Linked DNA regions of Mus musculus: all the other regions are linked to region 1. Evidence: chromatin contacts called from public HiChIP or PLAC-seq and promoter capture Hi-C data. All regions are on one chromosome and are shown on one strand. The core of a region is the stretch at or near the end of the contact, and the rest is flanking DNA. Distances in the headings are between cores, read along the strand shown. Region 1 holds the start of Tbc1d15 (TBC1 domain family, member 15). Region 2 holds the start of Yeats4 (YEATS domain containing 4). Region 3 holds the start of Frs2 (fibroblast growth factor receptor substrate 2). Region 4 holds the start of Lrrc10 (leucine rich repeat containing 10). Region 5 holds the start of D630029K05Rik (RIKEN cDNA D630029K05 gene). Region 6 holds the start of Cnot2 (CCR4-NOT transcription complex, subunit 2). Region 7 overlaps Cnot2 (CCR4-NOT transcription complex, subunit 2).

What was found. Promoter capture Hi-C pulls out the DNA fragments that hold promoters and counts their contacts. HiChIP or PLAC-seq counts read pairs in DNA pulled down with a chosen protein or histone mark. Capture Hi-C pulls out chosen DNA fragments and counts their contacts.
Region 2: a promoter capture Hi-C map of liver shows a contact between it and region 1, with 5 times the contacts expected there. The contact joins the promoter of Yeats4 here to the promoter of Tbc1d15 in region 1. A contact is called at or near these places in 5 of 39 promoter capture datasets (the 3T3-L1 cell line, hippocampal neurons, liver and 1 more), 2 of 484 Hi-C or Micro-C datasets (muscle stem cells and uterus) and 1 of 9 other capture datasets (adipose tissue).
Region 3: a contact with region 1 is called in a promoter capture Hi-C map of liver, with 5 times the contacts expected there. The contact joins the promoter of Frs2 here to the promoter of Tbc1d15 in region 1. A contact is called at or near these places in 7 of 39 promoter capture datasets (the C10 cell line, hematopoietic stem and progenitor cells, hippocampal neurons and 3 more) and 2 of 115 datasets of contacts at active chromatin or transcription factors (astrocytes and embryonic stem cells).
Region 4: a contact with region 1 is called in a promoter capture Hi-C map of liver, with 4 times the contacts expected there. The contact joins the promoter of Lrrc10 here to the promoter of Tbc1d15 in region 1. A contact is called at or near these places in 3 of 39 promoter capture datasets (hippocampal neurons, liver and pre-B cells), 1 of 115 datasets of contacts at active chromatin or transcription factors (astrocytes) and 1 of 9 other capture datasets (liver).
Region 5: a contact with region 1 is called in a promoter capture Hi-C map of the HPC-7 cell line. The contact joins the promoter of D630029K05Rik here to the promoter of Tbc1d15 in region 1. A contact is called at or near these places in 2 of 39 promoter capture datasets (the HPC-7 cell line and cranial neural crest), 1 of 484 Hi-C or Micro-C datasets (muscle stem cells) and 1 of 9 other capture datasets (embryonic stem cells).
Region 6: a contact with region 1 is called in a promoter capture Hi-C map of liver, with 2.1 times the contacts expected there. The contact joins the promoter of Cnot2 here to the promoter of Tbc1d15 in region 1. A contact is called at or near these places in 5 of 39 promoter capture datasets (the C10 cell line, liver, neutrophils and 1 more), 1 of 484 Hi-C or Micro-C datasets (B cells), 1 of 115 datasets of contacts at active chromatin or transcription factors (pancreatic cancer cells) and 1 of 9 other capture datasets (liver).
Region 7: a contact with region 1 is called in an H3K27ac HiChIP or PLAC-seq map of microglia, with 5 times the contacts expected there. The contact joins the enhancer-like site here to the promoter of Tbc1d15 in region 1. A contact is called at or near these places in 2 of 39 promoter capture datasets (embryonic stem cells and pre-B cells), 1 of 484 Hi-C or Micro-C datasets (B cells) and 2 of 115 datasets of contacts at active chromatin or transcription factors (embryonic stem cells and microglia).

The regions. Positions count from the first base shown.
Region 1 is chr10:115,249,660-115,253,261 of GRCm38.p6, forward strand. It overlaps Tbc1d15 (TBC1 domain family, member 15), which reads right to left and starts at 1,834. Exons shown (of 17, transcript NM_025706.3): 1 at 1,723-1,834. The coding sequence starts at 1,752.
Region 2 is chr10:117,222,926-117,226,527 of GRCm38.p6, forward strand. Yeats4 (YEATS domain containing 4) reads right to left here and starts at 1,582. Exons shown (of 7, transcript NM_026570.4): 1 at 1,334-1,582. The coding sequence starts at 1,384. Gm31963 (a long non-coding RNA gene) reads left to right here and starts at 1,561. Exons shown (of 4, transcript XR_872061.2): 1 at 1,561-1,642.
Region 3 is chr10:117,146,557-117,150,158 of GRCm38.p6, forward strand. Frs2 (fibroblast growth factor receptor substrate 2) reads right to left here and starts at 1,918. Exons shown (of 10, transcript NM_177798.3): 1 at 1,836-1,918.
Region 4 is chr10:117,043,274-117,046,875 of GRCm38.p6, forward strand. It overlaps Lrrc10 (leucine rich repeat containing 10), which reads left to right and starts at 2,068. Exons shown (of 1, transcript NM_146242.2): 1 at 2,068-3,495. The coding sequence starts at 2,150. The coding sequence ends at 2,974. It overlaps Gm10747 (a long non-coding RNA gene), which reads left to right. Exons shown (of 3, transcript XR_872056.2): 2 at 283-522; 3 at 865-1,412.
Region 5 is chr10:116,963,148-116,966,749 of GRCm38.p6, forward strand. It overlaps D630029K05Rik (RIKEN cDNA D630029K05 gene), which reads left to right and starts at 1,593. Exons shown (of 3, transcript NR_027847.1): 1 at 1,593-1,839; 2 at 3,391-3,518. It overlaps 4933412E12Rik (RIKEN cDNA 4933412E12 gene), which reads left to right. Exons shown (of 3, transcript NR_038026.1): 3 at 1-132.
Region 6 is chr10:116,579,539-116,583,140 of GRCm38.p6, forward strand. Cnot2 (CCR4-NOT transcription complex, subunit 2) reads right to left here and starts at 1,973. Exons shown (of 16, transcript NM_001037846.3): 1 at 1,915-1,973.
Region 7 is chr10:116,563,446-116,567,047 of GRCm38.p6, forward strand. The region is part of intron 1 of Cnot2 (CCR4-NOT transcription complex, subunit 2); the gene reads right to left. Among named protein-coding and RNA genes, the nearest start is that of Cnot2, 16 kb to the right of the region's middle. Within about 2 kb of position 1,991, at least 47 of the 459 cell types and tissues checked have an H3K27ac peak or open chromatin away from gene starts, as enhancers often do. A contact at or near this core is called in B cells and microglia, where this site is marked.

The DNA of each region.
Region 1 (3,602 bases), core at 584-3,083:
TGAAGGTGTCACTGACAGAGCCTCCTGTAAAACAGCAGGGCAGACACCCACACACAGAAACGCCCCCGAAGACATCTAGGAAACAAACGTTTTCATAAAGGCTTTTCTAGATGAGCCCAGCGCGGTGTCAATCGCCAGTTCCCAACCTAACGCCCGCAACCATTAACCATCTGGGTAATTTTTCGAACAGGACCCCAAGCTCTGAGGACACAGCTGCAGAGCTCCTAGTGACAGTCACCTCAGTCAAATAAGGTGATGAAGCAAAGTCACAAAAGACAAGTTAAGCTTGGGCAGTCAGTCTGTGAACGGTACTAATGACTGTAGAAGGTGGGCAGCCCCTTAGGTCTCAGAACTGCTTTATCGAGGGTTCTTTTCAGAATCCATGCAAACTGGAAAAGAGAAGTGTAGTTTAAGTTGTGAAGATCTCATCTTGGAAAGTACCAGATTGGCCCAGCCCAAAACACCAAGATAAACTTTCTAATTTGTAATGAATCAAGAGATGACTAGCACTCATCTCAAATAAAAAAGACCAAAAATATTTTAAAAGGGCAAGGATATAAGTATACCCTAAAAGGATGCCCAACCAATTTTTCGAAAGAGCAAGACTACGTAACGTATAAGCGCTTCTGTTGCGTCTACCCCTAAGCACTCCAATACAGGATGCCCGGCATCCCTTCCGTTCTGCAGATAAAGACGAAGAACAGAGAAGCCTCAATTATCCAATTTCCCAAGGTCACAATTCAGATCTGCACCGAAGATAAGGCCGGTATTTGTTATTCCACAATCTAAATCTGCACAAACGCTGTCAAGTTCAAAACGAGGAGAAAAGCAGCGAAACATACTACGTGGAACTGAAGGAACAGCGGAAGCTATCTGCAACAAGTAAACAGGTCTTAGTGCTCTGAGTCATTACCAGCCGGTCACTGACGTTTGCGAAATAACTCGCCACTGGGAAACGCAGTCAGGTGCATCGCATGAAGCAGATAACCCTATATTCGCACAAGCTGTCTCTCTGCATATAAACTGCTAATCTAATCTAATCTCCGTACCTAATGGTGGTTCCTAGCCCACTGTGAGGGTGTCACTGACAGAGCCTCCTGTAAAACAGCAGGGCAGACACCCACACACAGAAACGCCCCCGAAGACATCTAGGAAACAAACGTTTTCATAAAGGCTTTTCTAGATGAGCCCAGCGCGGTGTCAATCGCCAGTTCCCAACCTAACGCCCGCAACCATTAACCATCTGGGTAATTTTTCGAACAGGACCCCAAGCTCTGAGGACAGAGTTGCAGAGCTCCTGGTCAGCTCCTCTGCATGGTGACTCGACGCCTTCCCCCAAAGACGACAGAGAGCCAAGCAAGCCAGGGTGGCCAAAGGCTTTTTACAAGAGAAGGTTTTACGGTCGGAAGGGCAGACGTAAAGAACCAGAGTCACAGGGGGAAGGAACGGATTCAGGGGTCCCCGAAAGGATCCGCGCTGCGGGGCAGAGCCGGGGACAAACGCCCAGGCCTGCACCGCCTGGGAGCAGGAACCGTCTAACCCCGCGCTCACCCAGCCAGCACCCCGGAGGGGCAGCTCGCACCCCGCGGAGCCCCTTCGCTGTCACACGCCGGTCTCCTCTGAAGCCGACCTGGCTCGCCTGCCCCTCGGCGGCCGCCCGCCCGCCCGCCAGCCGCAGGCCACCGGTCAGGAGCACCCGCACCAGCCGGTGCCGTTACTCACCTTCCCGCTCACAACACCCGCCGCCGCCATGTTCCCCCGCGCGTGCCTGGTGATGACGTAGCACAACCTCACGTGGCTCTCGGACTCACAACAACATCCGGTCGGGCTAAAATAACATCCGGGCGGGAAAGGGGCGGGGAGGAGCGGGAACAGCAGTTAGGCGCATGCGTGGTGAGGATGCTAAGAGGGTGGAGCCGTCGTGCCGTACTGCGCGTGCGCGTGCTTCCCCCACATTTTAAATAGAAGTCTACGGCTTTTGAAGTTTGCTCGGGCGTGGCACTTTTAACTTGGGGAACGGCTGGCGAGTCTCTTGGGTGTGATGGAAGGAGCACCTTGTTTAGACCCAGAACACGATGCCACAGCTTTCTTGCTTTAAATAAGTCACGGTAAAATTGGAATCGCCTTGAACATCAGCCCTGGAGCTAATACACGCAGAGACTTTTCCCCTTGATATTAGAGGATTCTGAACATGAGTATTGTTGCTGTCACTCACGCATGACCTTGAGCATGGTATTTTTATAGGAACTGTAGTTACTACAAGGCCCTTTATCGCTCCAGAGTTCAGGGTGCCTCCACAGCTTAGTGGTTATGATTTCAATTCCTAAAATTCACCCAAGCATCTGCATGTAAAGGATCATGTATGGCCATACGGATCTCCCCCATGTTTGGAAACAGATCGGTAAACTATTAAGTTCAAAATCTAATTCCTTCTCAGCGCAGCACCCTGAGACTTAGCTCCGGTACACAATAAAATTGACATCTTAGAGCAGTTAGCAATAGTTCTCCACCTACCTAATGCTGCGACCCTTTAATACAGTTTCTCATGTTTTGGTGCGGACCCCACCCCAACCAAAAAGTTGTTTTTGTTACTACTTCATAACTGTAACATTACTGCTATTATGAACCGTAAAGTATCTGTATTTTCCTATAGCCTTAAGAGACCCCTGTAAAAGTGTCGTTTCACCCACACAAGAGTCGTGCCTGCCCGCTGAGTTAGAGCCTTTTCAGGCTGCCTGAGGTAACAGCAGAAAAACGTGATCTGCAGGTTCTGTGAGTATCAGGAATCTAATCGGGGAGGGAGGTGCCTAAGTCTTACAGGAGAATGCATGCTTAGCCCCAGGAGGGACTCTGACCACCAAATATCAGAGATTCCAAGCAAGCCCTAGATCCCAGTGCCCAAGTTCTCACTGCTCGGTAAAGCAACGCATCTGCCAGCCATTAAGGAAGCAAGAGCGCAGTGAGTTGACAGCGAGAGAGCACAGGGGCTTATCAGTAGACCAGACTTCCCCAAGCCAACTGATTGTGGGTAGTAACCGGAGTCTGAATAATCAAAACTAGATTCTTCTGCTATCTCAGAAGGATGGAGTAATGTGGTTAAAGGAGAAACCTCACTATATTGTCAAAACTTAGCAGTGTCAGAATATAATGCTAAGTAATAGCAGTTACTCTACAACTTTTTGTAAATTTTAAAGAACTAATGTCTTAAATATCTAACATAATATAACATGGGCCAAACATGCTAACAGTCCTGAAGACATCTTTTTTAATTTTTGTAAAATTAAAAATAAAACTTATTTCCTAGCTGGGTATGGTGGCCCATACCTTTAATCCTAGTGAAAGACTCCGAGAGGAGCCCCTCGCTCAGGCCTCAGGACAATAGCGGACACCCAAGAACTCACGACAGACCGAGCTTGTTGCAAACCACATGAGGCTTTATTCGGGAAAGCCAGAGCTCTGGGGACGACTCATATCCCACGCAGGGGTAGAGGAGTCGACCTCGAGGGGAAAGAGTTCCCAGTTTTTATAGGCCCTCAGGGGGGGAAGGAGAAGGGGGAGATTAGGGGATTTCCAGATCTAAACAATGTCTATTCTCAAGAAAT
Region 2 (3,602 bases), core at 332-2,831, 2.0 Mb after region 1:
TATTATGCACATACAGTTTGGGTATGGAGTACCCCCTCCCCCAAAAGGCTTATTGCTGGTCCCCAGCTGGCGGCTGAGAGGCGCCTGGACTACAGAAGCACCTTACCAAGGGATTAGCATACTGATCAGCTCACAGCTGAATGGCCTAGGAGATGGGGACAGTGGGAACACACAGGCCACTTGGGTTGGGCCTCTCAAGGGCCTATCTTGTTCCTGCCTCACCCCCACCCCTTCCCCAGCTACTAAGGAGGAAACTCAATTTGAGGACTACAGGCCTAACTTTCTCAAGTTATCCTGAACTACAAACTTCCAGATTTAACTTGTGCAAGTAGAGAAGAGTTTTCCCATGAACCTTTTGCTCTGCAATCACTTCCTACCATCCCCAAGCCTTACCTAAAACCCTGGGCAAATGCACAGCTCTACAAAGCCTCTTATACTAACACAGACTTTTACCTGGTATTTCTTTCTATTGCATTTCAGGGCTTTAGGATTTTCGATGATTTCTCATCTTACATATACTGTTAAGGCAGCTATGGATATATAGACACTATGATTAAGGTAATAAAAATAATATGACACCGATGAGGATTTTAAAATTTTTGTAGACTGATGTGATTTCTTTTAAGGAAAAAAAAAAATCCTTTCTGTGATAAGATCTGTAAGTAGAAGCCCCTTTTAGGGGCACGGGGAGAGCATCCTGAACCGGTACCTTAAAAAATAACCAGCAGGGCTGCCTCAGAGGTTAAGAGCACTGACTGCTCTTCCAGAGATACTGAGTTCAATTCCCAGCAGCCACATGGTGGCTCACAACCATCTGTAATGAGATCTGATGCTCTCTTCTGGTGTGCCTGAAGACAGCTACAGTGTACTCATATACATAAAAATAAATTTTAAAATTAAAAAAAAAAGTAACCAGCAGATGTAGGAAGGTGGGAGGGGGTGGCGAGCTGGAGGGATGGCACACAGGGAAGAGACGACTGCAGCTCAGGCTGGACAGCACACCTACATGGTGACACCTGACAACCGACTCCTGCAAGTCGTTCTCTTACCTCCACCCCTATTAATAATACACATATAGATGGGAGGGAACTGAGTGTCACAACGTCCAGTGTTAAGCAACCTTCACTAAACACGAACGAAGCTAAGCGCTCTTTGCTGACTTTATCAGCACGGGGCTTCGGGAACGACAAGACGGACGAGCCTATCCAGGGTCTGCGACTGATGCCCTAGCCACCCCGGCACCTTTGTGTTTGGCGGTGCGGAGGCGGTGACGAGGACTCGGGGCCCAATGAGCGCCGAGCTTCCGCCCCGCGCGCCGCGCCTGCGCACTGACCTTCACTCTCCCGCCGGAGTCAGGTCCAAATTCCGCCATTCTCTTGAACATATTGTCCCCGGGAAGGAGCCGCGGCGGCCAGGGAGAGAGCTCAGGCCGGCGGGGTAGCCGCTCCCCTCACGAGCCGGAGGAGGGCGGGTCGCCTGGGCTCGGGGAGCCGGACAGCCACCTCCTCCACACGCGCCGCGTCGGGGTCGGCCATTCAGCCCCGAGCTGGGAGAGCCGAGCGGAAGGGCGGGGGAGGGCGGCGGCGCATGCGCAACGGGCTCAGGCAGACAGTGCGCACGCGCGAGGCTGCAGCCTTCCCCGGTAAGAGCCTGATGAGCTGTTGCAGCGGATAAAGAGAGATGGGGATAAATTTTAGGCAGAAGTTAAGGGTAGGGAAGCACCAAAATGGTGAACGTTTGTAGCTTTAGGGTTGAGATAACCCCACACACTTCAAGATGATAGACTCTGGAATCAAAGCTTCTGATTGGGCAGGTCAGATAACTGGGCGTGGGCTTGGTAAAGAATATGCTGCCAAGCCTTGTGACCTGAGTTCGATTTCCAAGGCCAACATGATGGCACTACAGAAATGACTCCACTTCCCGCTCTTCATGGCTCAATCTGTTCTGCTGGCCATGTTCAGTCTGACTTTTCCAGATTCGTCGGGAATCTGTTTTCTCCCTATCTACAGTAAAAACCTCCTAAACCATGCCTAAGAGGGTCATGTTCTTATTTTCACTCACCATTCTTCTCTCTCATACCCTTCCCCAGTTGGAACTCTTCTTTCCAACAAGCCCCCCTCCTACTTTCATGCCCTCTTAGTTCGTGACCTATTGGCTTTAATTGGCGTTTCCTGTCCTACTATGGATGTGGGATTCTTTACCGAAGCAAGAGTAATTTATCAGTGGTACCTTACTAAAGAAAATGGCATCTCTTTCCCAAACAGTCATGAATTTTCAATAGTCCCTCTGGGAAGGGTGAGGCCCCTGGACCCCTCCCGCCATCCATGTTGAAATGTTAACATGCAATCGCAGGTCCTATGCAGATAACCGCAGCTGCAGTAAGTTCATGAGTGCAATGGCCACGTTGTGGCCAGAAGGTGTCGTTTTTGATACATGTCTCTCCATTCTCTGGCTCTTTATACCCTGAAATATTCCCCAATCTTGGAAGGAGTGGTACAACTGTCCCGAATAGTGCTAAGCACACCACCATCTCTTATTCCTGGGCGTTTTGGCTAGTTTTGGGTTTCTGCATTAACCACTGCTCATTGCAATAAACTTCTCTGATGAAGGCTGGGCACAGCACTAATCAATGAGAATAATCAGGAGACCGAGAAGCGAATTTAACAGCATGGTCAATCAATTTTTGCTAATTTTTAAAGAAAAGATTTATTTTATGTATGGGAGTACACTGTAGCTGTCTTCAGACACACCAGAAGAGGTCAGCGGATCCCACTACAGATTGGTTATGAACCACCATGTGGTTGCTGGGAATTGAACTCAGGTCCTCTGGAAAAGCAGCTAGTGCTCTTAACCACTAAGCCCCCAATTTTTGCTAATCTTTAATAAAAGTATTTTTTTTCACTGTATTATCTATTGAGAGAGAGAAAGAGAGAGAGAGAGAATGAATGTGGGTCCTAGAGATCTGGTTAAAGTCATCAGGCTTGATAACAAGTACCTTTACTTTTGCCAGCCCCTGTTTTTGATAATCTTGGCTGTTTCTATAGTCATCCCGTATTTTGAGGTTGTCCTGGCAGCTCTTGAGTATGTCCTAACTCTGTTTCTTAATTGATATCTAAATGTCATTCCCCTTCCTTGATCACCTGATATAAGCTTAGAGCTTCTAAGGGAGACATTCCCTCCAGGAAGGAGACAGGAGGTTCCTGAGACTTGGAAAGTAAACAACTCACAGGCTCAAGAAGTTCTGAAGCTAACAAGATACACGAGCCGCCACCCCACCCCCCCAAGGTTAAAGAAGCAGGAAGGGATGATTGGGGGAAGGGAGGAGACAGAAGTCTAGGACAGAGCCTGTGCTCATCCTGTGGAGTTGACTGGGGGAGACTCTGTCCTACTGAGCTGCTTGAGAGCCACCCAGCAAGCTCAGGGTTGTCGGATGTCCAGTCACCACCCACTGGGGCCTGGGCTTTTCAGTGATGCAGTTGCCTTTGAGGTAACCCTGTTCCTGTGAGGGGCCCCTCACCCATACTCTCATGAGTAACCACAGTAGTTTCACCGGTTTGCCAAGATGGACTCTGGTCCAGTTGATGCTTTGGTCTTTTCTTGCT
Region 3 (3,602 bases), core at 668-3,167, 1.9 Mb after region 1:
CGAGTGCTTGCTGACTGAGAAAGTGAGAGAACCTGAACTGGCACCGACAGCACCTCCATTATAAACTAGATGCTGGGCCATGTGCCGATAACCAGTAGACCTGGACTGGGGACATGGGGCAAACACAGGACGGTCCCTGGGGCTTGCTGGCCAAGCAGCCCAGCCGGAAGTACAAGCTCCAGGCTCAGGAGACCCTGTCTCAAAAGGATCATCATGATCATGGTGCTGGGTAGTCTAGGTTCACCTCTGGCATTACACACACAGAGAATTTGTTTTTTAATGAAATAAACTTTTCTTTTGCATAAGACAGTATATGCAACTCGTCACTTCAAATCATTCCCCTCATTCATGATATCTTCCCTTCCAGTAGTCGAAAGAGAAAGTACGAGAGAGAGAGAGAGAGAGAGAGAGAGAGAGAGAGAGAGAGAGAGAGAAACAGTATAAATCCTAACGTAAGCATAATAAGGGCAGATAATGTCACTGGTTTCATGAAGATGACTTGTGTATATTGACACCACCACAAGGTCATTTGCAACAAATAAACTATCTGATAATAATTTAAAACTCAATAAAAGCGGAAAATAGCTCCATTATTTCCTACAAACCTTTTATCCGTAGTTTATCACCTAAACTCAGTTTACTAACAGTGCCTACAAGATTTTCTTCTCTAGGAAAGTCTCAGTTTATTGGAGTTAAACACTTCATATGCTTAAATCAACAAACACCTCTGTCCCGCTGTGGGAACACCCCCACCCCGCGTTCCCACAACTGGACTACACGAAGAACCTCCGAGGAGAAACTGAGGGAAATTATATATATATATATATATATATATATATATATATATATACATATAATATACATACATATGTGTGTGTATATATATGTGTGTGTGTATATGTGTGTGTGTGTGTGTATATACACACATATATACACATATATATAATTAGCTCAAGAAATGACAGTTCCAAGTATGAAAGTAAACAAACTGGGGTGAAAAAAAAGGATACAATTCTCCAGCCTTTTGCAGTCAACTTGTGCAAGGTCCCGACTGAAGTCTTAACAACTGTGACTTCGGATGAGCGCAGGAATTCGGAAGGCTGATTACAGAATAGCATGGTTTTTTTTTTTTTTTTAACGTCAGCAAGAACACGGGGAAACTCCTCTGAATCTACGAATCTCCTCAAATCTTTGTTTTTAAGAAGTAACTCCCAACAGTTTCAGTTTGCAAGGGAGCAAAGACCCTTCGAGGAATGGTACTGCCTCACTGACCGACCCTACGCAGGCATCCAGACCCAGTTAAGTTTCGAGCCGAGTCCAAATCGAACCTCCGGCGACCCCGACGCAAGCCCCGCAAGAGATCGCCAGCATCCACACAGGGAGCGCCCCACCCTCGGACTGACTACACCCCTGGGACACAGGATAATTACTGAGACGGGAAGAGGGGACAGATCCAAGAGGCGACGAAAGTTGGACACTGATGTCCAGTGCAGTCTGGCTGTCCCGGTCCCCAGCGTCCGAGTGCACAGACCCCACAGCGGAGGCACCGAGCCCACTTGCCCGATGCAGAGAGGGGGTCGCAGCGCCGACGGCCGGGCCCCGCTACGGAGTCCCCCCTCTGCGGGCGGCCGCGGCTCCGGGAACCCCGCTCCGGCTGCGCCCCGCCCACTCCGCGGCCCCGCATCGCGCCCCTTCCCGGCCCGCGGGCCGCGCGCGCTCCGCGGCGGCCGACGAACCCCTTCCCCGGATCCCCGACGGCTGAACCTGCAGCGGACAGCCGGGTCCGAGGCTCGCTCGCCCAGCGCAGGCCCCGCTCGGCGTCCCCGGCTACTCACCGTCGGCGCGAAGGCGCTGCGAGGGGCGCGGGGTGGCAGCCGCGGAGCTCCTCACTCTCCCCGCGACCTGACCCCCTGCTCGGAGCCTCGGCGCCTGTGTCTACAAGGCCTCTCTCCAGCCCGAACCCTAGACAAGCACTTCCGGGGGAGCGGGGGAGGGCAGGGGTTTGGCACCGGAACTGCTCCCAGGCTGGAGCTGCCAGCCCTCCCGGGAGGGGCGTGGCCTCTGCTCCGGGCGCCAGCGGACCCGCCCCCGAGCCCCGCCCCCGGGCTCCTTGCTAACCCCTGTGGTCCCGCGGGCCCCGAGCTACCGCTGGCACCCCTTATTTTAACGCCTGTTAGGATCGCTCCCTTCTACTTAATTCTACAGGGGCCCGGAGAATCTAATTTCGCCGAGCCCGGAGCATTCACCGGCTTGCCGACCGGCCGGCGGTGTTATCCTTTCTCGCTTCTGTCCCGCGTGAAAATGCAGTTGACATTTATCGAAGGAAGGCTTACGGCGTGGTAGACAGGGCATTTATTACGCGATTCGGTGGCGTTAACTCATTTAATAACCTTCAAACTCCTGGAAATTGGTGCTTTTATTCTCTGTGTCTTACAGAGAAGGAAATCGGCCAAAGTATCGGACTTTACCACATATGCTGGCTCTTGGTTTTACTTTAATTTGTGGTATGCGTAGAACTCTCATTTGCCCCAAACAAGACTTTTCAAATTATTCAAAGACGGGAGCCAAATTATTTCCCTATATGGGTCATCCTTTGCACTTTAAACAAAGGCTGAGATGATGGGCTATGCAATCTTAGTGCCAGGATCCTGTTTCTTTACATTTCACCCTGGTGTGTGTGTGTGTCGTGTTCATCTCTGGATTGTAGACGTTAAAAATAATATAATGCATAACGCAATAGTAAGCATTTCAAAGTACCCAGGACTGAGTACGTCCGCACAATTCTTATACCTAACCAGTAACTAGCAATAGAGAAGACCTGGGCACTTTTGAAACTTACCAAAGACAGACAGTATGAGAGCCTACAGAGTCAGTGTCAGGCAAAGAAGTGAGACGATCTTAAAAGATTTGCTCTGTCACAAAATCAAGAAACATCAAATATTAAAGGCAGGTTTTCAGTATGAAGCAAAGCCCCACATGGAAGAAAAGGGCTCAAACCTGACAAGCTATTTTGTTTCCAGCAGTCTAAAAAGGCTGAGGCAGGGAGAGTCCGGAGAGTTTCTAGCCAGCCTAAGCTTTACAGTGAGTTTCCAGACAAAGGTGGCCAGGACTATGAAGCAAGACTCTTGTCCAAAAAGAAGGAGAGGAGGAGGAAAAAAGGAAGAGCAAAAAAGAAAAGAGTTTCTTAGCATGCATAGTGTCTGTTAAATACTGCAGGGACAAGTGTTAAGACAATCTGCTTTGAGAAAGGCAGAGTAAAAGAAAACCCCTTATTACAAATTTAAGATGCAAACAATGCCATCACTATTGCTGTATATAAAGTACTGCCTTGTGCTTTATGTAATTGCAGAAGTGTTTGTAAACACTTCCAGAATTCTCAAGTTCAAGCAGCCTTTCATGCCTCCTAGTAGACTGAAGAAGAAGAAGAAAAAAAAAAAAAAAAGACCCTGCACAGACAAAACTTAGGCTGTCTCTAGCTGTTTACCATCTCCACCCCCCAATCCCAGACACGAGCACGAGTGCGCGCCAAGGGCAGCACACGCGCGTGCGGGGGCGCGCGCGCACACACACACACACACACACACACACACACACACACACAC
Region 4 (3,602 bases), core at 818-3,317, 1.8 Mb after region 1:
GAGATCTATAACACAGTAATATAAGGAGATCTATACTCTAACAAGGTAATATAAGGAGATCTATACTCTTAACAAAATAATATAAGGAGATCTGTACTCTAACACAGTAATATAAGGAGCTCTATACTATAACAGGGTAATACAAAGAGATCTATACTATAACAGGGTAATACAAAGAGATCTATACTATAACAAGGTAATATAAGGAGGAGCTCTATAGTCTAACACAATACTATAAGGAGGAGACTCATAACTTGGTCAATTCACTTTTCGCCTACCCAGATTCCATGGGGTGCTGAATGGGACACTGGGGCTGTGAGGAGGGAAGCGTCTGTCCCAGAGTTTACTCGGCATCCGGGATGACCCAAAGTGCTGCCAGTTTCAGCATGTGATTTGCACATACTTTGCTGACTTGTAAAGTCACCCCAGGTGACATTATTTGGCCAGTGAGTGGGGAAGACTCTGGAGGAGGGGGAGGAGCCTGTTTCCTGCTGTACAGCACAGAGCCACATCTGGGAGACAGTAAGCACTTCTGCATCCATTTCCAGTAGACAGATTTTTAAATTAATAGTTACCTTTATTTGTGTGTGTGTGTGTGTGTGTGTGTGTGTGTGTGTGTGTGTGTGTGTGTGTGCTTGCTCAGGGGTGGAGCTTCCCGCTCAATCGTTCTGCCACGCCCACTGGTGGAACGTGCCGCTTTGCTGTTTGGAGTCACACACGTGGTCACCCTGCTACTGAACTCCGAGATTATTTGGCGGGAATCGGGCCCCCTCCCCCTTCCTTCATAACTGAGTGTCGGAACAGTAAAATTGAGCTTTGATCAGAATGCCTGTCTTAGCTGCATCATTTTCTCTCGCCGCCTAGCCCCTCTTCTCTTCCAGGTTTCCAGAATGCCTTTCCAAGCTAGAACCCAGGCTATGATCTGCTGGCCGGACACAACATGCAAGATCCCACAGAGGCCAGAAGACAATGTTGGATCATCACCCCACACCTCACATCCAAAGCTGCCGTTAAAGACAGTTGTAAGCTATCAGATACAAGGGCTGGCTGGCGTGGATATGGCGTGGATATGAGGGCTGGCGTGGAACCTGGGTCCTCTCAAAGGGCAGCACGCGCTCTCCACCTTTGAGCCATCTCTCCAGCCCCCAGCAGCCAGACCTTGGAGGCCCTCGTTCTTGGAACGGTCTGGCTCATCGTTGCTTTTCTCAACTGGACGCGATTATGGACGAGAAGTACAGAGCTTTAATGGCCATTTAAATGGGTCTGGAAAGTGTTCCCACCTCTGGAAAGTGCCCCCCCCCCGGGTGCATTACATTCTAATGAATTAATTAATAATTACATTCTAATTAATCTATGCTTTTGAAGGCTAGTCAGCCTTCCTTCTTGTCCTTTGTCAAAGAGAGGATTTGTGTGTGTGTGTGTTCGTTTTGGCAGAAATGGAGACGGACCCCAGGGCTTCAATTCTGCCATACGAGCACCCTACCACTGAACTCCACTTCCAGCTCAAATGTACCCTTTTACAGTGTGGCAAGACGCTAGCTGGACACAAAGCAAGACTGTACAAATCAGAAGCCATTGCTTCTGATTACATATTGGTTAAGGCTTGTTGGAACTGGAGAAAATCTGTAAAGGATGTAGGCCTTTGGCAACACTTTGAAGGATGCATCCTGGAAAACTTAGCAGCGGGTTGTTGTTGTTTTGTGCCCCACTCAGGATTGAAGCAGGGCCTTGTTCGGGTTAGGTGAGTTGTAACACAAAGGAGATGACTATGCATTCAAATATTTACAGTTTTACCTACATAGTACAAATATAGGTGTTTTTCATTTTTACTTCTCCACCTTTGTCACAGTATTTTTTCAATTTGGGGGGGGGGGGCGGGAGATCAGGAGAGAGTAGATAAGAGATCAGGGCTTAAGTGATTAAAGACAAATATGTGAGTTGGACAGGACGTCCCAGACCCTGCCTGTCCGGCCTGTCACCAGACACTCAAGCTGCTATCAGGAGCACTTTATTCTGTCAAAGTGACTGGCTTTTGTCACCGAATTCCGGGTTATAAAGAGAGGGTAGAAGGGTTCCCGAGCAGTGAGCACAGCCAGCCCACTCCCTGACAGAGTTGGTGGGCAGGGGCTCGCCTTGCAGCCCGTTTCACATGGGAAACACCATCCGGGCCTTCGTGGCTTTCATCCCCACCGACCGCTGCCAGAGTTATGTGGTGGGAGACCTCCGGGAGATGCCCCTGGACAGGATGGTGGATCTGAGCGGGAGCCAGCTGCGTCGCTTCCCACTGCACGTGTGCTCCTTCACGGAGCTGGTGAAGCTCTACCTCAGCGACAACCACCTTCACAGCCTGCCTCCCGACCTGGCACAGCTGCAGAACCTGCAGATCCTGGCCTTGGATTTCAACAACTTCAAAGCTCTCCCCCGGGTGGTGTGTACCTTGAAACAGCTCTGCATCCTCTACCTGGGCAATAACAAACTCTGTGACCTCCCGGATGAGCTCAGCCTGCTCCAGAACCTACGGACCCTGTGGCTCGAATCCAACTGCCTCACCCGGCTGCCCGATGTGGTGTGTGAGCTGAGTCTCCTTAAAACCCTGCATGCCGGTTCCAACGCCCTACGTCTGCTACCCGGCCAGCTCCGGCGCCTGCGCGAGCTCAGGACCATCTGGCTCTCCGGCAATCAGCTAGCTGACTTCCCCTCGGTACTGCTTCGCATGCCCTTTCTGGAGGTGATCGACGTGGATCGGAACAGTATCCGCTACTTCCCCAGCCTGGCCCACTTGACAAATCTGAAGCTGGTCATCTATGACCACAATCCTTGCAGAAATGCCCCCAAGGTGGGCAAAGGGGTTCGCCGTGTTGGGAGATGGGCAGAGGAGACACCAGAGCCTGACCCCAGAAAAGCTAGGCGGTACGCACTGGCCAAGGAAGAGAATCAAGAGCCACCTCCTCCCCTTCTTCCTTCCAGCTCTTGAACAGCTGAGGTTGAAGGCCAATTCAAAGGTTACCCCACTGCTCCGAAGGCATCTCATTAGAGCGGAAGGGATGGTCCTGGCTCATCCCAGGGCTGATGGAGAGAAAGCCAGGTGAGATGCTGTAAAGGAATAGGGCGAAGAAAACATTTCCAGCCCCCAGCACCTCTTCCTAGGGGGAAGGTGTGTGCTGTTGCTGGCCTGGAATCCAGGGTGACTGTCACTCCTGTGCCAGAAGCAGTTCCTTCACACGAGCTATTTTGAAACACCAAAGAACAAGACCAGCCACAGCACTCTTCCACCACGCAGGAGTAGCTGGTCACAAGGCTGGTGAGTGCTTCAAAGACTGTATTTGTTAAAATAAAGAAAACAACGCCACCAGCTGCTCAGTGGCCTGTCTCTAGCTCTCTCTAGCTCTCATGCCTCTTTCCTTCCCGAGAACTTCTGCATAGTACCAATGTACTGCTGTTACTAATTTGGTTCCTGAAAGGGACAACTCTACCCAATCAGTCTTGATTCGAAGGAAAATAAAAAAAACAAAGCTGTGGTCACACAGCCTGAGCCCCTCCCCCCCCCCCCCCCCCCCCCCCCCCCGCACTTTAGCCCCTGCTGTAAATGCCACAAAGAAGTC
Region 5 (3,602 bases), core at 343-2,842, 1.7 Mb after region 1:
CTGCTGAAACCGGCCAGCACAGCTACGCATCCCATCACTTCATTGTTTCTGGATTAACTTCCGGTTGTTTTGTTTTATTTAACTTTCTCCTTCACCAGCCTTGCTTGCTTTTCCCAAATAAAGTGGACCCCGATAATCCTTGCTGTCTGCTCATTCTTCAGGCCGGAGGAGCCAGGCTAAGACCACAAGCAATGATGAGTGTGTCCCTACGGGGACACTTGCGCCTTTGTAAGAATACAGGCATATGAGGGGCACCCAGCACGCCTAACACTGCCTGCCTTTGCCGCTGCTTTTTCTTTTTCTTCTTCTTCTTTTTTTTTTTTAATGGACGTGCTTTGTTTTGTGTATTTATTAAACAGTGGTAGTTAAATGTCTTTGCAACAAGCCTAGCACAGTGTATTTCTCAGGCGTGTGCTTGAGCCTAACCTTAAACTGTCGCATGGCTCAGGTGAAATTGCTCTCTGGGACTCCTAAACTCTTCCATCTGGTACTGCAGTCAATCTTGCTCGCCCGGGCACACACACGCACACACACACATTTCTTCCTTGCTAGAAACCTCAGATCTGTTTTGTTTGTTTTCACTGTTTCCCTTTGCCCTCTTGGGATTGTGAGGGAAAACTCAAAGGACCAGAACCATGATGTATTAGGCAACTGTGGAGATGCCTACACCCAAAGGTTTTGGCTTCTAAGGTTATAAATCCGTTCACCCTTTAAATTAGCTGTTATATTACTTGCCTTCAAAGACTCCTGACAACCCACGCACACATGAATCTATTCACCGGAGTGTGTGTATGTGAATAATTTCTTGCGTCATGCGTGTCACCAGAGATTGGGAGACAGTTAAGGTGGTTACCTTACCTTCATAATCCCAGCTCGTAGCATTCATACATAGTGGCTCTCAGCGAACACCTCCTGAAGTGATTGGTTCATTCATCTCATCCTGCAATTTACATAGTATATGTATTGCACACCTAGTAGGGAGTTAAGGAAAGGAGGGTAAAGAAGAACCAGAACGTGTGGCTGGAATCGCGTCTGACCCAAAAAAGCTGAAGGCTCTAAAGAAAGTTAGCAAACAAAACCGACCATCAAAGCGATTAAATCCCTATCGTGATGGAGTACTGTAAGACACAAGCAATCGCTGCCGGAGCTGATAGATTCTTCTGCACCTTTTTGTGTCTAGGTACAACGTTCTTGGTAGACTATGGCTTGGAAGGACAAGTGCCAGCTAGATGTCAAAACTCCGCAACAGACTTTGTTTGACAAGGCACCAGTGGGGACTGGGGGTGGGGGTCGGGGAGCAGAGGGAGGAGGAGGGTGAAGTAGGGGATGGACAGAGAGGAGCAGTTGCTGCCCACCATTCTTGCCCCCCCCCGCAAACCCCCCCACCATATCTCAATGTCTTAAGCCCATGGTCTAACTCCAAATCAGAAGGTTCAAAATTTAGCATGAAGGCTTAGGGGTGTTAATTAATTTACCTAAAAACTCAGTTTGGAGCCAGGACTTAGCCCAATCCTACCTTTACTCCAAATTCCACTCATTTTATAAACAAGGGACAATGTCCCTCAAGTAGGGGAACACTTCTGGCAGCTTGTGTAGTTTTTCCAGTCAGTAGCTCTAACCATGTCAGCAATTATCCTCTTCAGCAGCCGTCTGTGTAGACAACACATTGAAGGAAGGTTCTAGAAACCTAGCATATACAAGACAGCCAAACAGGAGCATGCAAAGCCAGGTAAGGACAGCTAGTGCGGCATGAGAGCCTCAGGGAGGTCACTGTGAGCGGCTGCTACTACAGATGCCCGGTCCCTCAGAGGATACTGGACCACAGCCGACCTTAAAGGGGTGAGTTTCAACAGGTCTGTCTGCAGTGGGCGGGCACAGCAAACAACCCTGGCATCCTAATGATTTTTTTAGGAAAGCATTGAAGCTGGCTTAAAAGTATTGGATCCTGTAGAGAGCGGGATCATGGAAAAGCTGGGACCAGAAGGTATAGACATCTCTAGAAATTCTGGGTTATAGCTTTCAAACAAATTAGTGTTGAGAAAAAACAATCCTTCTCAGACAACCTCGTTGGTGATTTTCTGCAACCTTCTAGCTTTTTCTTATCAATAGACCAGTAGTTTTAACTACTTATATATTCATTCTTAATTTATTAAAGGATAGCTTGTGTTCTGCAGAAATCTTGAGGGTAAAACAAAAAAAGGCTAGCCACCTTGATCTATGTCCATACCACTCGGAACTCACAGATCTATTTTTCTGAACTCTCCCGGACAGCTCTAATGATCAGCCAGCCTGTTTCTGTCTGCCCCACGCTGTCACCAGACATCTGCACTTTGTTCATGTCAGCTTGCCCAGAACTTGCTCACTGCATTCCAAGATGGTGGGGTGAGCTCAAGTTTCTGTGTGGTTGTATTTTAATAACTTCATAGTGCTGAGCATGAAATGTCTTCCATGCTGTTGTCTTACAGAGCACTTCCCCGTATGGTGACCATTTTATTCAGACCCATGAGATGGGCGGGCTCAAGAAAGGGGGATCTTTAGTCTAGGGTGGCCCAATGAAGATGAGCAGCCAGCACATCTGCTCTCTCTCTCCTCCCTCATCCTCTCTCTGTGTGTCTCTCTCTGTCTCTCTCTGTGTCTGTCTCTCTCTTTGTGTCTTTCTGTGTGTGTATGTGTGTCTCTGTCTCTCTCTTTCTGTGTGTGTCTCTCTCTGTGTCTCTTTCTGTCTCTCTCTGTCTCTCTCTCTCTCTGTCTCTCTGTCTCTCTCTCTTCTTGGGAGTGCTGCTTTCTTGTATGTTTGAACTCTTGTCTCCAGGTAGCTTTTCAATTATTTGGAAAACGTTTAGTTTAATGGCAACTGTGGAAAGGCCAGACTCCTGCACAAACCATGGAAAAGATCTCCCAGGTCAGGCAGGTGGGTCTTGGGTATCAAATCAAGCAGATAGACTTTCTTTTTCCACCTTCAGATAGAGCCAGCACTGTCAGAATCAGTCTCGGGTAACTGATAGAACACTGATTAACCCAAGTTAACACAGCCGCTCAGCCCAGGCATATTGGCAGCTAGGGTGCTTTCTGGCCCTTCCAGGGCAATTGCTCCTTAGCTCTGTACGCAGGCTGCTAGGAGCCAACTGGCCTCCACCCCATCAGTCTATGCCTCCACTCACGAGGCAGCATCCAGATCGGACTCTGCCTCATACTGTTGGAGCAGCCGTGGAACTTCCAGTCTGAACCAGTGTAATTCCAAAGAGAGGAACCACAGATGACAGGTGTGAGTTGGCAAAGGTGTCCTGAGCAAGCTCAGAACCCATTGTTACTCCAAAAATAAGAGACTTATGAATGAATTAATTAACTAACTAATTAATTAAATTTTAGCATGCTTCTCTTTCTTGGTAGGTTCTTGGTTAAAAAAAAAAAGTATCCGTGTGTATAAATGTATGGTACTCCATACGGAAGAAGTCCTGAGAAGTTGTGTGATGAAATTTCACTTGCATGATAAAGCTAAGGAAACTGCACAAGGAAAGGTAAGAAAATGGATTTTTTAAAGAAATCCTTTCATAGGGACGGCAATGTGACTAGGAGTTAAGAGTATTTGCCACCAAGTCTGA
Region 6 (3,602 bases), core at 723-3,222, 1.3 Mb after region 1:
TGTGTCAATAAAGCATTAATAGGAATGCAAAAAATAAAAAAATAAAAGTCAAATACAGTCTTTATTTCTGGTCTAGAGTTAAAAACAAAAACAGGCACTTTTTTAAAAATGAAAAGGTTTCACTTTAAAATTAAGGATCTTGCAAAGTCAGCAAAAGTGAAAAGTGGAAGAAGTTGTCTGTGCATTTTGAACTTTTCCTTTAGCTTTAAGATGACAACAGACTGGATAGGCAGAGCACAAGGGACCATTTAGAAAACATATTAAAGACACAAAACCTGAACACAGACAAATATTTGAATGTAGACAACCATTTCAGTGTACTGGATTTTTAAACACTTCCAACTTGGAATAAAATTACCTTACAAAACTACAAAGGTGACTTCTGAGAAGGAACTGTTGTTGAATATACAAAGCATTCCCAAACATAAAACTGTTGTGAAAGTTACCACCCACTTATTTGGAAAGGGAAATCTATAGGAACACGATTCCATCTCCCTAAAACTTCTCACTATAGAGAGTAATAGAAAATGTATTCAGTTTTGAACATTAAGTGTGTCCCTTGTGAACAGATCTGGTTAACGTTCTACCATTTGCCAATAATCTAAGGATCATATTGCTGTATTTTATTAGGAACTGTCCAGATGATTAAAGAGAAATCTTTGACTAAGGATTTAATGAAAATGAAGCAAAACACTCTTAACACTTGTCTTCCCAGATGTTGAAAAGTGGAGATGTCCCCCTAGGATTTCCAAGAAAGTACCTATGTGTAAGATTTATTTATTTTTATTTTCTTTTGGAGGTAAAAGCGTACTGATTGGATCTAACGTAAATGCAAATAACAAAACCTTAGAAATAATTTTACAAAAATAAAATTACAATTAGATTTCCCGAAGGGCCTACAGATAACAAGAATTATAAGCTTTTCTCCTAAGCAAACAGTACCTCAATTAAGAACTACCGGGTTTCTTTTAACCCAACTTATTTCTTCTATGAAACTTTGAAGTGAAGACCTAAAACAAAACGGCAAAAGGTAGAGGGGGCCCGGCGGAAGTAGAAACCAGGGCTTGCAACTTCACAAGAGTGGCTCGGGTTCCTCCTCCGCCGCCCCAGGACCATCGGAACTCAAGAGGCTACACCACTAGAGAGGCTTCCCACTCCAGGCACGGGGGCAGAAGCAGCATCTGAGTTTCTCTCTCGCCTTTCCACCTTGCAAGAAAGGCCCCTTCGGTATAGCTCAGGGCCTGGAGGCTCCCGAGGCCCGTTAGCCAGTGCGATGTCCCCATCTTACACAAACAAACAAATAAAAAAAAAAAAAGAAAGAAAGAAAAGAAAACCACACAAGTGGCGGAGGATGCGCGTGTATGGCCAGAAACGTAAAGCTTCAAGGACCAGCAGCTGCTGGGAACGTGGCAGGCAGGAGCCGTGTCCAGTGGCCGGGGCTCCTGGATGCTGCTGCCGCCGCCACCGCCGCCGCTGCCTTCTCTCCTAGCCCAGGAAGCAGCACGGCGGCAGCGGCTGCTCCGCGCCGGCGGGAGCCGGGGAAGCCCCGCGGCGGGCAGCGGGGGCCCGGGCCTAAGCTCCGGAGCGGCTGCGGCTGCGGTAGCTGCGGTGGTGGCGGCGGTGGCGGCCCGAGCACGGCGACGCTTTACGTCCCGTCCACCCCGCCACACACCCCCTCCCTCCTCCAGCGCCGCCACCCCCTCCCCGCCCGCCCGCCCGCCCGCTCCGCTCTTCCCTCTCTCGATTGGAGCCGAGACAAAAGCAACGGGAAGCGGCGGGCCGGGACGCTACCCGCGGACCCCGGGCGCGACCGGACCAGCCCCGAGGCATTCCCCCGCCTTGAGGGGGCCCCCAATCCGCCTCCCCCGCCGCGTGCCCCGCCGCCAGACTTCCGAAAATTGGCCAAAAACTCACCGCATGAATTTTCTTGTCCCGCGGATCCAAGATGGCGACGTATCCACCGCGGAGGCTGCTGGGAGCAAGACCTTTACCCTCTGACCCCCGCCGTGACCCCCGTCGCTCCGACTCCGCTCGAAGGCGGCGGCGACGGCGGCTGCAGCAGCAGAAGCCGGCGAGCGAGCGAGGCTCGCCGAATGGACGGAACGCCGCCCGTACGCCAGTCGACCGTGAGAAGCACAACGCTCGCCTGGAGCCTTCCCGGGCTTCCGCCGCCTCCCGCGGAAGGTGCGGCGCTGTCTTGTGGCGGTGACCGAGGAGAGTGGGGCCTGGGCGGCCTCTCCGGGCTCCCGAAGCCAGACCGCCGCCACGCCGGGAGCTGCTGCGGCCACGCCTGGAGCTGCGGCCTGGGGTCCGAGCGAGCGGGCGAGCGCGGCCTCGGGGGCGGGGAGAAGCCGAGGGTGGCGTGGGTCCGCCCACCGGGGGACGCGCAGCGTGTTTGTGTTTGTGTTTTCCTCGGACACCCCGCCCCCGAGCACCTCCTGCGGGCTGTCCCCGGGCTGTCCCCAGCCTGCTGCGCGGCGCGGTGCGGTGCGGTGCCTGCGGTGCTTCGGTCCTCCCACCGCCCCGCTGCCTGCGCTACCTGGGTGCGCTCCCCCAGACACCCGCCGCACGCCGCCCGCACCTCCCGAGCAGTGAGTTCCCCTCCGCTGGAACCTAGGCGTTTGATCGCCGCCCCCTCTTCCTTTTCATGCTCCCCTTTTTTTTACCTGCCCCCCCCCCCCCCGGTCTAAACCTGGTGAGAGGAAGTAAGGGGGAAGCGTGTTTTTAAAGCACTGCCGGGAGTACTTAATCTAACCGAACGGTGTTTGTGGCACTTTATTTAGTTCCCGCCCGGCGCGCCCTTGGTAAACCTTAGTGACCAGCTGGCTCATCCACTAGACCTTTTGAAAATACGGTGGCTGTGGTTGGGAACTAAAGTGTTTTGCTCTCCAAAGCCGGACTGTCCCTGAAAGTGAAATTACTTTTTATTGCTGTAATACTCTTAGTTTACACCTTTGAACATCCACAAACTTCGTGTTTTACGGTTACTTAACTTGCTAAAAAGCCTCTTTGTGCTTTGAAGTTGCGAGTTTCATAACGTATCGCTGTTCATGTTTGAGTGGTAGAGCTTACTAATGCGGATTACTACTCATTTGAAGTAAATAAAGTTTCTGCTGTAGTTTAATAAATTACCTCCTTCCAGCCCGCCAGTCTATATAGTTAGATATAGATTCTGTGATAAACGGAAGCGATATATATTTTTATCATAGAAAGCTAAAGGCAAGAAATAGGATACAATAGCCTACGGTGAAATTAAAAGTACCTTTGTCATGGTTTTGAAAGTAATTTGACATAGCAGATATGCAGTATCAGCAGATATGCAAATTTGTTTAAATGCGGACAGGAACTGGTGTAGCCAGTAGAAAAAAAAGGTTTATTTTGCTAGGTTGTTCATTTCATTAAATACTCCTTTTCACCGTTTTGTGTTTTGTTGGTTTTTCACTTTAGGGAAATTCAAGAAGGAACAACACAGTCCTACATGGCCCCTCCCCCAACCGTGCCTTCCTGTCTCGTCTGCTTTCTCTTCCTCTCAAGTTAGCATCTACTGCCATAAGGTAGTGTGTTCAAAGACTGGCTACTCTAGGCGTGTGCAGCTCATGTGC
Region 7 (3,602 bases), core at 741-3,240, 1.3 Mb after region 1:
CAAGGCTTTATCCTCCAGAGTATGACATCAAATTCTTTCCAATGCAAAATATATACAATTTCATCGAAATAGCACAGCAAAGCCATTAAAGCAGTGAGAAGCCCAGAAAAGAGGAGCAGTGTGTGCAGAGATGCTGCCATATACTCAATACCTGGCCCTCCACAGACCACAAGTATAGAGAGTAATACACAAGGTAAAAAGCAGCCCAGTGTCACTCAACAGAGACTTCCAAGTAACCCTCATAAATATGGCCAGTAATTCAGGGGACCCATTAAATAAAGGCTTAGAAATAATGACAACACCCCATCAAATAATTATCTTTCAAAAAGATCTTAAGTCAGGCCTAGTGGTTGCTTTTTGGATAGAAGAGTCCTTAATTTTCCTATTTTGTCAAATCGTAATATAATTACAAACACTTTCCTCTTCCCTTTCATCCCTCCAACATTCCCACATCCCCCCTCCTTGCCCTTTCAACTTCATGGCTTCTTCTTTCATCAATTGCTACTATGTGCATACATGTGTACAAATATATACACATATATATTTCCTAAATACAACCTGCTCAGTCTATATAACACTACTCACATGTATGTTTTCACGGCTGACCATCTGGTATTGGGAGCCAATTAGTGCGCTCTTCCTGGAGAAAACTAACACTCTCACACACACACACACACACACACACACACACACTCTCTCTCTCTCTCTCTCTCTCTCTCTCTCTCTCTCTCTCTCTCTCTCGGCATTCCTTGGTGACTTGTAGTTCTGTGTCTGGCAGACTTTGCATGTCTATTGTTGCTGCCCTTCTCAGCTCATGTGGAGGCAGTCATGTTGGTGAGTATTGTAGCTTCAACCTTACCGGGAGACACAACCCCACTGGAGGAAAGCTCTTACAGTCAATCTTTCTGTCCCATCTTCTAAAATGTTCCCTGAGCCTTAGGTCAGGGAGTGCTTTGAGGTAGCCATTGGGACTGATTCCACAGCTTTCCACTTTGACGAGCTGTGCCTTTCTGTAGTGGTTTCTGTCTATTACAAAGAGAAGTTTCCTTGAGGACGACTCTGACTCCAGTTCTGAGGAGGCCCAGACATACTAAAGGCCTTTCTAGACTAGGCAGTGAGTTCATGGTCACTCTGAGCAACCGAATGAAACCTTGCTTCAATTTAAAAAAAAGTAAGAGAAGGCTGAAGATATAGCTTCATAAAGGGGTGTTTGCCCAACGTGTAAAGACTAAGATTCAATCCCCACGTTCAAATCCCAGTTCTACCAAACAAATAAGCAAACAAACACCTAATTCAACATTTAAAAAAAACAAAAACAAAGAAAAAAGGTAACAGAGTTGACAAGAGAAAGGTAAAGAAAGGGGCTCAAGCTAGCAAACTATGAAACTTGAGGAAATGGACAAATTACTAAAACATTATCAGGCTATCAAAATTGACAAAAGAAATAAGACAGTCAAAACTAGACCCATCACAAGTAAAGAGACCGCATTAACAACAGAAAATTTTCAAGAGGGAAGGCACGCGCCCAGAAGGCTTGAGTGATAGACTGGAAGAAAAAACTTAGTTTCACTTCAAACTATTCAAAACAAACGACTAGCCAGAAACCTTCTCACTAGCATCACTACCGTCAAGACGGCCACTGCCATGACATGGAAAGAAACTACAACTACGACGTAATATGAGCAATAAATGAGATGGGGTTATCCCAGAGACAGGACTTGCTCAACATACAATATTGTGCAATTTAATGTGCATTTTTAAATAAGGGACAAAACTCGCACATCATTAAAGGATATACAACTACAACCCTAACACTTGTAAAGCAAAGGCGGTGAAGGGACACCCTCGGTGGACACAAGATCCACTTTTTAAAATCGAAACCAGACCTAAAACCAAACCAACAACAAAAAATTTCCATCCAAAAGGGACATCCCCAAATCAGTAAAAAGTATTTACGAACGGAAGGCAGAGATAGGTTTGAGTGGGGGTGGGGGGTGAGGGGTAGTGCTTACCACTAAGCCTGAAGAGCCAAGTTTGAAAAGGTCCCTATGGCAGGAAAGTTGTGCTCTAATCTGCACATGAGCCTGAAGGCTTAGGTGTGCCCACATACACAAATAAACAAACAAATAAACAATGTGCTTCTTTAAAGTTATGGTTTAAAAAAAACATAGAAGCATAATGAACGGTGAAATAGTGAATGTTTTCCTTCTAAGAGCAGAGATGAGGCTGTCCACTCTTGCCACTACATGTGATCTTGTACTGAAGATCCTAGACAGAATCGTTAGGCAACAAAATGAAATAAGAAGTGCTGAGTCTGGAGAGGAGGTGAAAGCCTCTAGTTGCAGATGACATTATTAGATCTACAAAAAATCCTAAGGCGCTCACTAGAATAATGATTTTATAGCAGTTTCATAGCAGTGTGGATTTTCATAATCTTTAACTTATCAAAATGGCTTAAATGAGGACGTTCAATGGGGTACAAGGCATATAAACCAATATATAAAAAATCACATTTTCATGCAGCAATAACGAACCCCATAAAGAAAACAAGCAATTCCATTTCCCAAGCATCAGAGAGTAAAATACTTAAATTTCATACACAAAAATTATACTGTGAAAGCTGTACAAAATAATGGAAAGAAATTAAAAAACTATATCAACGAAAGTCACCCAAGTCTAAAGATGAGAAGTGGCAATACACCACAATGAGCTACAAGTTATACAGCAGCTGGCTCCTCGGCAAAAGCAGACAAGCGAATCCTAAGAGTCAGATGGAAATTCAAAAGATATATTGACCAAAACAATCTAGAAAAAGGACAAAGTTGGAGAATTTTCATTTTCAGTTTTCAAGCTTGTAGCATGGAAGCAAAAGATACTAGCATACGTAAGAGTACAGTAAAATAGAATTGATGGTTAATATAAACCTTCACGTTCATATTCAATTCATTTTGGAAAAAATGCCAAAATAATCCACTGGGAAGAAAAATTATCTTTGTGTGAATACATCTATGCTATAAACCTTGTACACTTTTTTTTTTTAAGATTTATTTATCTATTATATGTAAGTACACTGTAGCTGTCTTCAGACACTCCAGAAGAGGGAGTCAGATCTCCTTACGGATGGTTGTGAGCCACCATGTGGTTGCTGGGCTTTGAACTCTGGACCTTCAGAAGAGCAGTCGGGTGCTCTTACCCACTGAGCCATCTCACCAGCCCCCTTGTACACTTTTTACTACCCAATCCCTTTCTCATAACTTACGCATAACTGTTAGGTGTAGTAACACAAAGCCTAGATATTTTAACATACTTCTGACTTTTTTTAAAGTTTTTTTTTTTCCAAGTATTTACTGCTTCAAACAGAAACTCATTTGAAAAGCATTTCAGGGACTAGTTAAAACAGTACTAACAAAATGCAATCCAACGTTAAGTGAGTGAGTACAATATGGAATAATATTAATTAAAAAAAAGTTTGTTAAGCAAAAGGTCAGACATGAAAGAATATATCAGCTACAACTTCATCTGTTTGAAGCCTCTTAAAACAAAACTAATTCCCAGCAACTAGGAGCAAAGTACTGATTTCCTAGCTTATGAATGAGTACTGC